Regions from separate parts of the Sus scrofa genome. Here regions 1 and 3 are each linked to region 2. The links are chromatin contacts, called in public HiChIP or PLAC-seq and promoter capture Hi-C maps. All regions are on one chromosome and are shown on one strand. The core of a region is the stretch at or near the end of the contact, and the rest is flanking DNA. Distances in the headings are between cores, read along the strand shown. Region 1 holds the start of ATOX1 (antioxidant 1 copper chaperone). Region 2 holds the start of SLC36A1 (proton-coupled amino acid transporter 1). Region 3 holds the start of G3BP1 (G3BP stress granule assembly factor 1).

The links. Promoter capture Hi-C pulls out the DNA fragments that hold promoters and counts their contacts. HiChIP or PLAC-seq counts read pairs in DNA pulled down with a chosen protein or histone mark.
Region 1: an H3K27ac HiChIP or PLAC-seq map of alveolar macrophages shows a contact between it and region 2. The contact joins the promoter of ATOX1 here to the promoter of SLC36A1 in region 2. A contact is called at or near these places in 22 of 47 Hi-C or Micro-C datasets (alveolar macrophages, brain, embryonic fibroblasts and 15 more) and 2 of 2 datasets of contacts at active chromatin or transcription factors (alveolar macrophages and skeletal muscle).
Region 3: a promoter capture Hi-C map of fetal liver shows a contact between it and region 2, with 3 times the contacts expected there. The contact joins the promoter of G3BP1 here to the promoter of SLC36A1 in region 2. A contact is called at or near these places in 2 of 5 promoter capture datasets (fetal liver and liver), 2 of 47 Hi-C or Micro-C datasets (heart right ventricle and liver) and 1 of 2 datasets of contacts at active chromatin or transcription factors (alveolar macrophages).

Annotation. Positions count from the first base shown.
Region 1 is chr16:71,297,440-71,301,106 of Sscrofa11.1, reverse strand. It overlaps ATOX1 (antioxidant 1 copper chaperone), which reads right to left and starts at 1,786. Exons shown (of 4, transcript NM_001167641.2): 1 at 1,672-1,786. The coding sequence starts at 1,677. LOC100514500 reads right to left here. Exons shown (of 2, transcript XR_002339616.1): 2 at 2,793-2,846. It overlaps LOC110257252 (a long non-coding RNA gene), which reads left to right. Exons shown (of 3, transcript XR_002339617.1): 3 at 3,374-3,667.
Region 2 is chr16:71,587,795-71,591,684 of Sscrofa11.1, reverse strand. SLC36A1 (proton-coupled amino acid transporter 1) reads left to right here and starts at 2,153. Exons shown (of 11, transcript XM_003134140.5): 1 at 2,153-2,345. It overlaps LOC106506564 (a long non-coding RNA gene), which reads right to left and starts at 3,492. Exons shown (of 3, transcript XR_002339800.1): 1 at 2,965-3,492; 2 at 1,829-1,882; 3 at 45-76.
Region 3 is chr16:71,274,701-71,278,272 of Sscrofa11.1, reverse strand. G3BP1 (G3BP stress granule assembly factor 1) reads left to right here and starts at 2,189. Exons shown (of 12, transcript NM_001205405.1): 1 at 2,189-2,319. It overlaps LOC100514500, which reads right to left and starts at 1,544. Exons shown (of 2, transcript XR_002339616.1): 1 at 1,422-1,544.

The DNA of each region.
Region 1 (3,667 bases), core at 537-3,036, 290 kb after region 2:
CTTGGGGACTAACTATGTCAGTAGCTAGGCTATGTATTTTACTGGCATTTTCCCAGTTAATACTAAAAACAGCTCTGTGAGGTCAGTTTTTTTAATCCCCATTTTACAGATGAGGGAATCAAGGCACAGAGAAGGAAGGTAGCTTGCCCAAGGTCACCGAGTCAGCGAACAGGAACCCAGATTTTCCAGAGGTTTCTGAGATCTCAAGTGTTTGTCAGAGAAACCTCTCAGGTGACACACTCTTCCCCTTGCAGTTTTGGTGACAGTCCCTTGACTAATAATCCTTCCTTCAGCTGTCCCTCTCGTGACTGTGGTGACAAGTACCCTCTTCACTCTCATCACCCACTCTGGAGGGTCTTTGGCTTGTCAGAATCCCCAGAAGTGAACAGAGAGCACTGACCCTCAAGCTGGCCTTTCCCTCTCTCCCGTCCCCCACAAAAACCTGGTAGCCTTCACTATTCTAGTCCCAGGGTGATTAATGCCATCCTCTGTCACTGCTGCAGGCAGATTTGTTCAACTGGGAGGGCTAATTCTGTCAGGTTCTTTGTCCAGACTTTGTGTTGTCTGAGGATTTGTCTCAAGGCACCTGGCGAGACCCAAAGGAAATGACACCTGAGATGTTTGTGGCGTGGCCCAGGGGGCCTCTGGCTCACCTGTCAGCTCCCCAAAGCTAGGCTGCTAAGACACAGAGCATCTGTGGGACACCTCTGGGTACCCACTTGGAGCAGAGCCATAAACTAGGAACCCTGGGGGATGTCATGTGCTAAACACATGACTCTAGCCAGGATCTCCAGGTTGCAACTAGGATCAGTGCTTCCTCCCAAGCCGGTATGACTACTTTTGTTGGGCACTTGGCTTGTGGTCAGGCCAGGAGAGACTGCGAGACAGTAGATAAAGGGCTTTATCCTGGCTGCACTCAACTCCCAACACCACCTTGAATAAACCATTGGGCTTTAATTTGCTTAATCTGGAAAAGGCCTTAATTTTTCATCTACAAAATGAGGCCATGAGCAACCGAGTATACTCGCTAAGACGGAGTGAGCTGCAAAGGCGGGCTACGACCTGCGCATTCGGCCCCAAACGCTGCCACTGAGCAAGTGATCAATTGTGGGGCGGTCCCTGAACCTCTCTGGAGTTCATGAGTTCAGATTCATGAACCGACCAGGAGCAAAGGTTAAAAGCACTGTCTCCATTCGGTGTCGCCTGGCGCTGACCTGAAAGAGTGGGCAGGGGGAAGGGAAGAGAAACACGGATCTCTGAACGCCTTCCCTGTCCCAAGGTCCAGAGCCATCCCCGAGGGAACGGGCATCCAGGCCCCGCCCAGTTCCGGTTCCGGATCACCCTGCGGGACCTCCGTCGACGCTGCCCGTCTCTGGGCCTCAGTTTCCCCTTTTATACAAGGAAGGTTTGGATTGGTACTCGCTTGGAGCCCTTGCAGCTTCGGTGTTCTGACACCTGACTCCTAGATAAAAATCCCTTGGGATTCGATTTTCTTGGAGGGTCGCAGAAGCAAAAGCTGGGGCCTGGGCGGGGAGGGGATGAGAAGAGGGGCGACAGCTCCGGCCGCAGCCAGAGCCCTTGAAGAGCGACCTGTGGCCAAGCCGCAGTGCAGACGAGGCGCAAGCGGTGGGCCGCGGGTCTGCGCGGGGCGAAGGCGGCGTGACCACTTACCGGCATGACTGAGGACGTGGTGGCCGTGGCGACGCCTCCCGCGGCTCTGAGCGCTGGCGCGGCTGCGCTTCCGGGTGCGCGCGCCCCGCAGAAGCCGCTCTTTGGTCCCGGCCCCGCCCCCTCCGGCCGGGCCTCCGGCTAAGCCACGCCCCCCCGGCCTCGCGGGCGGGCAGCGGCCTGGAGGCTGTTGTCCTCTCCGCCTCTTTCCGGCCGGGATGGAGCCCCTGGCCACTTGCCACGTCTGTGCTAGGCGGTGGGAGGGACCTCGGCTAGCCTGCCCCGCATGCGGACCGTGGTTAGACCGCCTACCCTTTGTCAGGCATGTATTAGGGGCTGGAAACTCCCCCCACCACCCCCGCAAAGGAACCACCTCATTTGTTCACCCGTTCAGTATTTATTGCCAGCCCTGGGCTGGCCCTGTGCGAGGCATCCAAGATGCAGGTATGGAAAGATACAGCTTAGTAGGGAGCCAGGGAAGCAGGAGATGACGATGCAAGATAAAGCAGTGTTAAAGGAAGGAGCCGTGTCTCAGTGCGAGCGGAGAAAAGACCTCTAACTCGGACTGGAGGGTGAAGGCGGTTCGTGAAGTGAGGAGGCTTCCAGAGGCGGAAATCTTCGTCCATCTGTAGAAGGAAGAAGAGTTATTTGGGGAGGAAGGAGGCAGAGGAAACGGCATAGGGCATAGCTTGGAGGAGGCAGACTGAGAAGCAACTATTGAGAGAGATGGAGAAATGACACGGCAAAGACATGAGACCCATAGCCATGGGTAAAGACAGACAGAGGCGGAGATGCTCTAAGACACAGAAGGTGTGTCAAGCCCCAGGTCTTGATACACACGCACGCACACACACACACACACACACACACACACACACACGAGTACCAGGCTGTTTCTGTCCTTAAAATATCCAAGGAGCCTACGTCTATGTTAGCAGTTTCAAAGATCTGTCATTGGAGTTCCGTTGTGGCCCAGCGGGTTAAGAACGGTCCCCTGTGACGCAGTGAGTTTGATCCCTGTCCTCTCTCGGTGGGTTAAGGATCCAGCGTTGCTGCAAGCCACTGCATAGGCGGAAGACGTGGCTGGGATCTGGCATTGCTGTGGCTGTGGTATAGACCAGCAGCTGCCGCTCCAATTCGACCCTTAGTGTGGGAATATCTGTAGGTTGCAGGTGCTGCTGTTAAAAAGAAAAACAAAAGCAACAAAAAAACAAATTCGTGTATTTTTGTTCCTCTCCTCCTCCTTGTTTAGGAAACCACTGGTTAAGGAAAACTATACTCTAATACACAAAACCTTTTTGAGAAAGTGTGCTGGCTACTGTGTCTTAGTTCCAATTCATCATTTTTGCCTGCTTGTGAAAATCTGGACCCTTTGAAGATTACTTTTGCTTTGCCAAATGGCAGGATGTTAAGCTTTGCCAGTAAAGGCTCTGGAGAGACACTGGAGGAGGAAAGGTTTTCCTTTTTTTCTTTTTTTTTTTAGAGTTTTGTAACATTTTTATTTTTTGGTCTACACCCACAGCATTGTGGAACTTCCTGGGCCAGGGATTGAACCCTCACTACAGCAGTGACCTGGGCCACTGCAGTGACAATACCAGATCCTTAACCCACTGTGCCACAAGGGAACTCCTGTAACATTTATTTTTTTTAATTTTTTATTTAAAAATTTTTTTCAATGAATTAAGGTTTTCCTTTCTTACTCCAGTGTGCTCAGTCTCCAGGCTCTTGGAGTATCTGTGACTGGCCTCTGCCTAGCTTCTGAGGATGGCTTCTCCAGCACCTGGTTCCTGCTGTGGAAAAGGACCAGCAGTACATGATAGGCAGCAGTTCCTCCAGTACCTGTCCTGCTTACGTGCTTTCATAGCAGAGGAGTAACTCCAATAAGATGATTCTCTGTGAACAGCTTTCTCCAGCATCCTAGAGGGCAGTTTTCCAGCCTAGTGGGTGACCTTCTAGCAAGTTCCACCACCATGGCATCATAGACACTCTGTCCAGTAAG
Region 2 (3,890 bases), core at 904-3,403:
GAGTTGTGGTGTAGATGCGGCCTGGGACCTAGCGTTGCTGTGGCTGTGGTGTAGGCCAGCAGCTGCAGCTCCGATTCTACAAAAAAAAAAAAAAAAAAAAAAAAAAAAAAAAAAAAAAAAAAAAAAAAAAAGAAAAGAAAAGAAAGAAAGAAAGAAAAAAAGAACATACAGAGATTTTAAACATACATACCTATATAAAGTAACATGTTTATGGAGCCATACAAACAGCACAGACAGGCCTTCCTGTTGTGGCTCAGCAGAAAAAAACCCAACTAGTATCCATGAGGACGCAAGTTTGATCCCTGGCCTTACTCGGTGGGTTAAGGATCCAGTGCTGCTCTGACCTGTGGTATAGGTCACATATGCGACTCAGATCTGGCATTGGTGTGGCTGTGGTGTAGGCCAGAAGCTGCAGCTCCGATTCGATCCTTAGCCTGGGACCTTTGATATGCTACAGATGCGGCCCTAAAAAAGGCTAAAATAAAAGAAAACAGCACAGATAGTAAAAAGTGTTAAGCAAAACAATAACTACTGGTATTTATGATCCTAAATTTTAACACCAGGTATCTGCACATGTCTATATAAAGATATTTCTATAAATACATAGGGTTTGGAGGATAATACATGCTGGTAACTATAAATCTTTGGAGAGGAGAATAAATTTGGAGAAGGGGAATTTCCACTGTTTATACACTTATTTCTACACTTATACATTGCCTAATAGCTCTAATAAAATATGTTAATGTTTTACTTATACAATTTAGTGAATATTTTAACAGATTTATTGAGGTATGATTTACATACAGTAAACTGCACATATTTAAATTTCATAGCTTTCAACATATATATTCGTGCAACCATCACCACAATCAAGATAATATATTGGTCACCTTGAAAGTTTCCTTATGCCCCTTTCTAATCACTCTTTCCTCTCCTGGTCTCCTCATCCATTCCCAGACAACCACTGCTGTGCTTTCTGTCAGTGTAGATTATTTTAAAATTTCTAGAATATTGTATAAACAGATTCTTTTTTCTGACCTCCCCCCTTTCACTTGGCATAATTAAGATTTATCCAGATATAATTATTTTAAGATTTATCCATTTGTAGCTGTAGCAATATATTTCTTTTGGCTGGGTAGTTAATTTTCAAAAGTAAAATCTGCTAAGAGGAGGAAAGAGAAGCTTAGATAATACATACACCTCAAACATACAGAAATGTTGCCATTCATTTAAAAAGGTTACTTGGGAGTTCCTGTCGTGGCGCAGTGGTTAACGAATCCGACTAGGAACCATGAGGCTGGGGGTTCGATCCTGCCCTTGCTCAGTGGGTTAAGGATCTGGCATTGCCGTGAGCTGTGGTGTAGGTTGCAGACGCGGTTTGGATCCCGCGTGGCTGTGGCTCTGGCATAGGCCGGTGGCTACAGCTCCGATTCAACCCCTAGCCTGGGAACCTCCATATGCCGCGGGAGCAGCCCTAGAAAAGGCAAAAAGACAAAATAATAATAATAATAAAAAAATAAATAAAAGGGTCACTTAAATTTTTAAAATAGGAGTTCCCATCGTCCTGGCTCAGTGGCAACAAGTCTTACTCGTATGCACGCGGACTCAGGCTGGATCCTGGCCTTACTCCGTGGGTCAGCGATTCAGCGCTGCTGTGAGCTGTGGTGTAGGTAGCAGATGCGGCTCGAATCCGACACGGCTGTGGTGCAGGCCGGCAGCTGCAGCTCCAATTGGACCCCTAGCCCGGGAACCTCCATATGCCACAGTGAGGCCCTAAAAAGACACACACACACAATTGTAAATATGTTTAAAAAGAGTGTTGCCTTACCTCACAGTTCTGTGTCCGGTCGCAAGCTCCCGTTTGTGTAAAACGTCTAAAAATCTGACCAGAGGAGATTTTTTTTTAGTGTACTATTTTTCGATGATAAAAGCAACAAGTACCCATTGAGACGTGTTAAAGAAAAGGCCGCGGGTGTAAAACGGAGCAATCTCTCACAAGCCACAGCTCAGGGGACGGTGCTGCGACTCTGGACTGGCGGCAGCTGCTCGGATCTCCCACGCCCGACTCGGTCCCCAGCCACATCATGCTGCCTGTAGGGGCAGCATCCGGCCGCGAGGTGGCGGTGCGGAACTGAGTTTCCGAGCCCCGCGAGAGGAAAGCAGCAGCCTCGCGCGGGAGCACGTGACCCGGCTCTCGGGTTTGGGCGCCTGGGTCACGTGATGGGGCCCGGAAGCGGCTGCCAGGGCAGCCGGCGGTGGAGATGGCAAGGGTTCCACGCTGAGGCAGGGACAGGTGGGCTGCTGGGCTGAAGCAGGAGCCAGAGCTCAAGTCGGAACCCCGAGCGGTGAGTCCGTGCACGGACGGGCTGGGGCTGGCGGCGGGTCAGCGCCTTTGCTGAACCCATGTCCCCTTCCTCCCCGCGCCGCAGAGGCTTCGGGTTAGACACTGACTGGCCGACTGGCCTGGGCTGCGGGTCCGAGTCTCCTCGGCTCCCCGACCGCAGCTGCGGTGTGGTGCATACCCCTCCGGGAGAAGGGGAGCTGGAGAATCCCTTGTCCTTCGCGCTCTTCTCCCATGACCTCCCTGACCTGTTTGACAGGTGTGGAAACAGATGGGAAAGATTACCAAACGACCACAGGGCTTCTGCGGAGGTTCCTGGAGGGGTCAGGAGGTCGCGGTCAAGTGACCTGCCCGCTGTGGGAGTCCTGCTTGGAACTTGCTAGTAGCGGGTCTTTGAGTCGTAGAGTAAGGAACCGCAAGGACTCTGGGAAATTATCTTTTACAGCCCCCATCTAGGGCTCTTGCGGAGATTGAGGTCTAAGGAGTGGCGGTTGCCTACGGTCATGCAGTGAGTTAGTTGCAGACGTGCGACGAGAAACTAAGTCTCCCTGAGCTCTAGCGGCTCTTTGCTTTTCACTACCCTGCCTCCTGCGAAAAACTTAATAGGTGAGAAGTCACCGTACCCTTTTGTGTCCCCTTCTCTTTCATTCCACTCCCCTTTTGTAGCTCTTCGTTCTCTCTCGCTGGGATCCGGCTCTGGGTGTGGTTCCCTGTTTTCAGTATTCAGGATTTTTCTGCAGACTCATCATTCAGTAGGTTCTGTTTCTAACCGTCACGCAATTTTGTGTAAACCATCCCAAAACGTGAAATAAGAGGCGGAGTATGCTCCTGGGAGGGGTAGGTGGCTCCCAGCTCTGGTTGTGAAGAGCTCTGGCATTAAAGACTGTCAAGACCTTTGCTTTATTTGTAATGTAGCTTGTCAGATTCGAAGAATGCTGGTTATTCGGATGGATGTTTTGCAGTTATTTGAGGCTTGCTGAAAGTAGATAGTGTGAGGTAATGGAAAGAACCGAGATTGAAGAATCAGGAAATTTTCTTCTAGTTCTGACCGTTGGCTTTGCAACCTTGAGTGACTCCCATCCTTGCCTGGGTGTAGGTTTCCCAGTCTGCACAGTGATGGGGTGGAATCTCGAAGGGCTCCTTCTGCTTTGCCATTCTTTGCATCTCAGGCTGTTTGTTTTCTAATCAGAAAGGTTTTTTCTTTCCCCTGTGTATATTAGTATCTGTCTGTAATAAGGCTTAATACAGTTGGCCAGGAGGCAGTTTCCCTTCTTGTTTGTGGTTGCCATGAAATCTACCTCCTCTTTCTTCCTATCTCTGTGTTATGTCTAAGCTTAATGCTGATAGCTGAAAATGATTTTAACTTTTATTATTTTAAATATGATCAAGGCCCTCTTTGAATTTTGTTGAGAGCCTAGGCTATAGTAAGTAACTCGTACATTTACTGTGTGTGTTTGTGTTTTTTTGTTTGTTTGTTTTAAAAGATGTCCTTGAAGCAAAAGGAGACAAAAGACTTGGTCATTTGCTCTGAGTTTGGGACTGTTTGGGA
Region 3 (3,572 bases), core at 940-3,439, 310 kb after region 2:
TCAGATTCATTTCCGATGAGCCATGACTCGAACGCCCACATACACAATTTTAACAGATTGCCAAAGAGCCTTACAAAAACAGCTATATCATTTAAAATTCCCTCCAAATGTGATTAAGAATAGCCCAATCACAGGCTGCCTGGGTTAAATAACCTCATCTGTGAATTCCAAGATTCACAGCCAGTCTGCTCTGATTAGCAGTTCAGTTTGTAAAGTTGTCTTGAAAACTGCGAATGTCAGAGTTCCTGTTGTGGTGCAGCAGAAACGAATCCAACTAGTATCTCTAAGGATGTGGGTTCGATCCCTGGCCTTGCTCAGTGAGGAGCCTGCATTGCCATGAGCTGTGGTGCAGGTCGCAGACATGGCTCGGATCTGGTGTTGCTGCGGCTGTGCTGTAGGTCAGCAGCTATAGCTCTGATTTGACCCCTAGCCTGGGAACTTCCATATGCTGGGGGGGGGGGCCTAAAAAAAAAAAAAAAACCTGCAAATGTCCTCGTCCACCTTTTAAGAAATCTTTCACGGGCTCCTCATCTCCCTCCGAGTAAAGTCCAAATTCCTTAGTAAGGCTAACGAGATCCTGGAGGTTCCTTAAATCAGAAAACCTGTGGCGGATCCTCTCCTCTGAGCCGAGATCCCTTCCTTGCCCCCAAAGTCCCATATGCCCCTTCCCCAGTTTCCCCGAGCTCGCGGAGGAGCTTCCAGGCCCTGGTTTGTTCAATGGGTGGCAGCAAGCAGGGTCAGCAGCATCTTGATCATCCCTGACCCCAGCCCCTGGAGTTCATTAAGTGCTGAATGAGAGAGGCTGATGCAGGAGTGGGGCTTGGGGGGCGGGGGGCAGAGGGACGCTCCCATTTAGCTTCTGGGGCTGCACCCCGACCCCACCAGGCTGCCTCCCCTGTCCTTTCGCCCCCAGCAGAGGCTCCACGTGCATTATTTCCAAATTTACAAAATTTTGAGACCCTCCCCAGGACCACGTGCCTGCAAAGGAGACTCAAACGAGGCGTGTCTCTGTATTTCCATGTGAAATGCTCAGGGTGACCAATAGAGGGCCTAACAAAAGGCTAGAAGACGTGGACAGGACCGGGCTGGAGCGTCACTTAGCCTCTGGTGTTTTAGGGACGCTTTGGGGTGTCCATAGGAGTTTGACAAACTACCTTTTCAAGATGTAACGACTACAAGAAATAAGGCCCCACACCTAGGGCAACTGGAAATGGGAATGACAATGGTGGTGACGCACAGGATGTTACAGGAAGGGCCAAGCTGCCGGGAGAATGAACAAACTCTTGTTCCTCGGTCAACACCCACTAGCCGACCTGCAGCAGCACTTGCCCAGAAGGGCAGAGTAGAAACGAGTGTCCTCAAAGTCAACAGTTTTCACGTGCGACCTTTTTACAAGCCCTTAGGTACACAACGGGAGTTACCTTCTCCTCTGGCTTTCCTTGAACGGTTGTCCAGTAATAGTGCTGACTAATGCTGAGAACCAGCAAGTGCCCTTAGGCGGCCGCGTGGAAATAAAAAAGTTGGCATAAGAGGAAAAAAATAAAATAAAGCAACGGGAAACTTCACCATCTGGTTCGGCTGGTACCAAATTGTGCGGGAAAAGCGGGAGAAGGGGGCCTCAGGGACCGCACCCAACAAGTGAAGAAAGGAAAGGGAAAAGGACAGAAGCCGGGGCCAAGAAAGCCTCAGAACCTCCCCAGAAGGCAAGGCGGCCCCCGGGGCTCAGCCTCCTCGGTACCGTTCAACCCCGGCGTCAATCACCTCTTTTCCGCGCTGCGATTGGGCCGGGGCCCCCCAGCCACCCTGGCGCCCACCTCCTAGTTGCTTGGGGTTTACTTCCCCAAAGTACAAGGGCCCCACCTTGTGGATCAACCGCTCCTGCATGGAAAACGGATCTCCGCCCAGGGGAAGACGTTTTAACGAATGGGAACGGCTGCACGCACTTATTGGCTACCGTGGATATCGGTCAAAGAAGTTCCCAGCCCCTTCCCCACCGTACCTTTCCGTTATTGGTCTCTCTCAGTGCCAATCCGTCACTAGGGAAACGAGATCCTTACAGGCTCATAGGCAAAAGTCAAAGCCAATCAAGAGCCACGCCTTCATCCTGAGTCAGTACCCAATTGCTGCGCGAAGAGCTCAGAGGACGCCGTCGGGATTGGCCACTAGCCTGCCCGACTTGGCCGCAACAAGTTAGTCTGAGTCTCGGTTATATAGCCCGGCGACGGAGCACGCGTGTGTGCGGACGCAGTTGCGTGAAGGGTATTTGCCTTTTGCCTTGCGGTGGAGCAGAGCTTGTTCCTCTCCCGTTCAGCCGTGCAGGTACGGCAGGGTGTGGGCGGGGCTGGACCGGTAGGAGGGCGAGCTGGGGCAGAGGTGAGAGGGAGACGTCCGAACGGCGACTGTGCGAGCTCCCCCTCCCCACCTCCGCCCCAACGGCCGCAGGCGCGCGCGGCAGGCGCACGGGCGCGCAGGAGCTCTCCGCCCCCCGCCCCCACCGGCCGGCGCGCGTGGCCGTGTCCGCGTTCGCGGCGTGCGCGTGCCGCGCCCAACGGCCACGCGGGGCGAGAGCGAGCCGCAGCCGCCGCCCGAGCCCCAGAGTGCTCTCGAGGGCCTGGGGCCCCGCGCGGCGAGCTCGCCAGCTTTTCCCGCCCGCACCCCCACGCGCCATCCGAGTCCTTTCCTGGCTGTAGCTCCAGCTTAATCCCAGACCAGAGAAGGCTTTTATGGGGGGGGGGGGGCACGAAAGTGCGATGAGAATTTCTGGACTCGGGAAGCAGAAGTGCTGCCCCCCAAGCTTTTACAGCGAGTGAAGGGTAAGCAGCGACTTCGTGGATGTCGAATGATGATAGTACTAACTACTCATCTTCTAAGCCCTCCCTCTGTGCCAGGCACAGTCGTGCGCACCTTGTGTGTTTCCCCTTTAGTCCCGCAATGTCCCGATGAGGTAGGTACCATGATTTTCTAATGTTTACAGCGGATTCGAAGGCCCAGCGGTGGAGTGACACGGTCGAACACAGATCGTTAGGGACAGGAATTTGAACGCAGGCCACCTGACTCCTCGTCCCCCAAGTCTATTGTAGTCTTTGTTGCAGCGCCGTGTGCGGCTCCAGGGCACCTTTGCCCCCAGAGCACTAGTCCCTGGGGACAGTACCAGCCTCGGAAGGTCGACTGCAGCGGCATTTGTAGTTGGGCCAGTTGTGGGCTTCCAGGGAGACAAGGGTTGGGCGTGGGTCTGTGACCAAGGAAGAGAAAGGGTTTGGGCCTCCTTGCGACAGGTTTTCCTACAGGTGGCTGACGGACGTGCTGCCTTAAAAGCTTCTGGGGAAACGACAGAATAAAATGACTAAGTGCAACTGAACCTGGACAGTGTGCTGTCAGATTTGAAACGTAGTAGGCTGACGATGGGAAATTCCCACCAGCAGGAAGTTAGGCCTTGATATCTTGAATCTTTGCTTCATTTTTTAATTGGGGCAGACTTTCGAGAAAGACCTTGGAGAAGATTGTTTGACTTCCTCGTTTTATAGTCGAGGAAAATGAGGTTGCACTTTGAGGCGTTTCAGATCTAGCCAGCA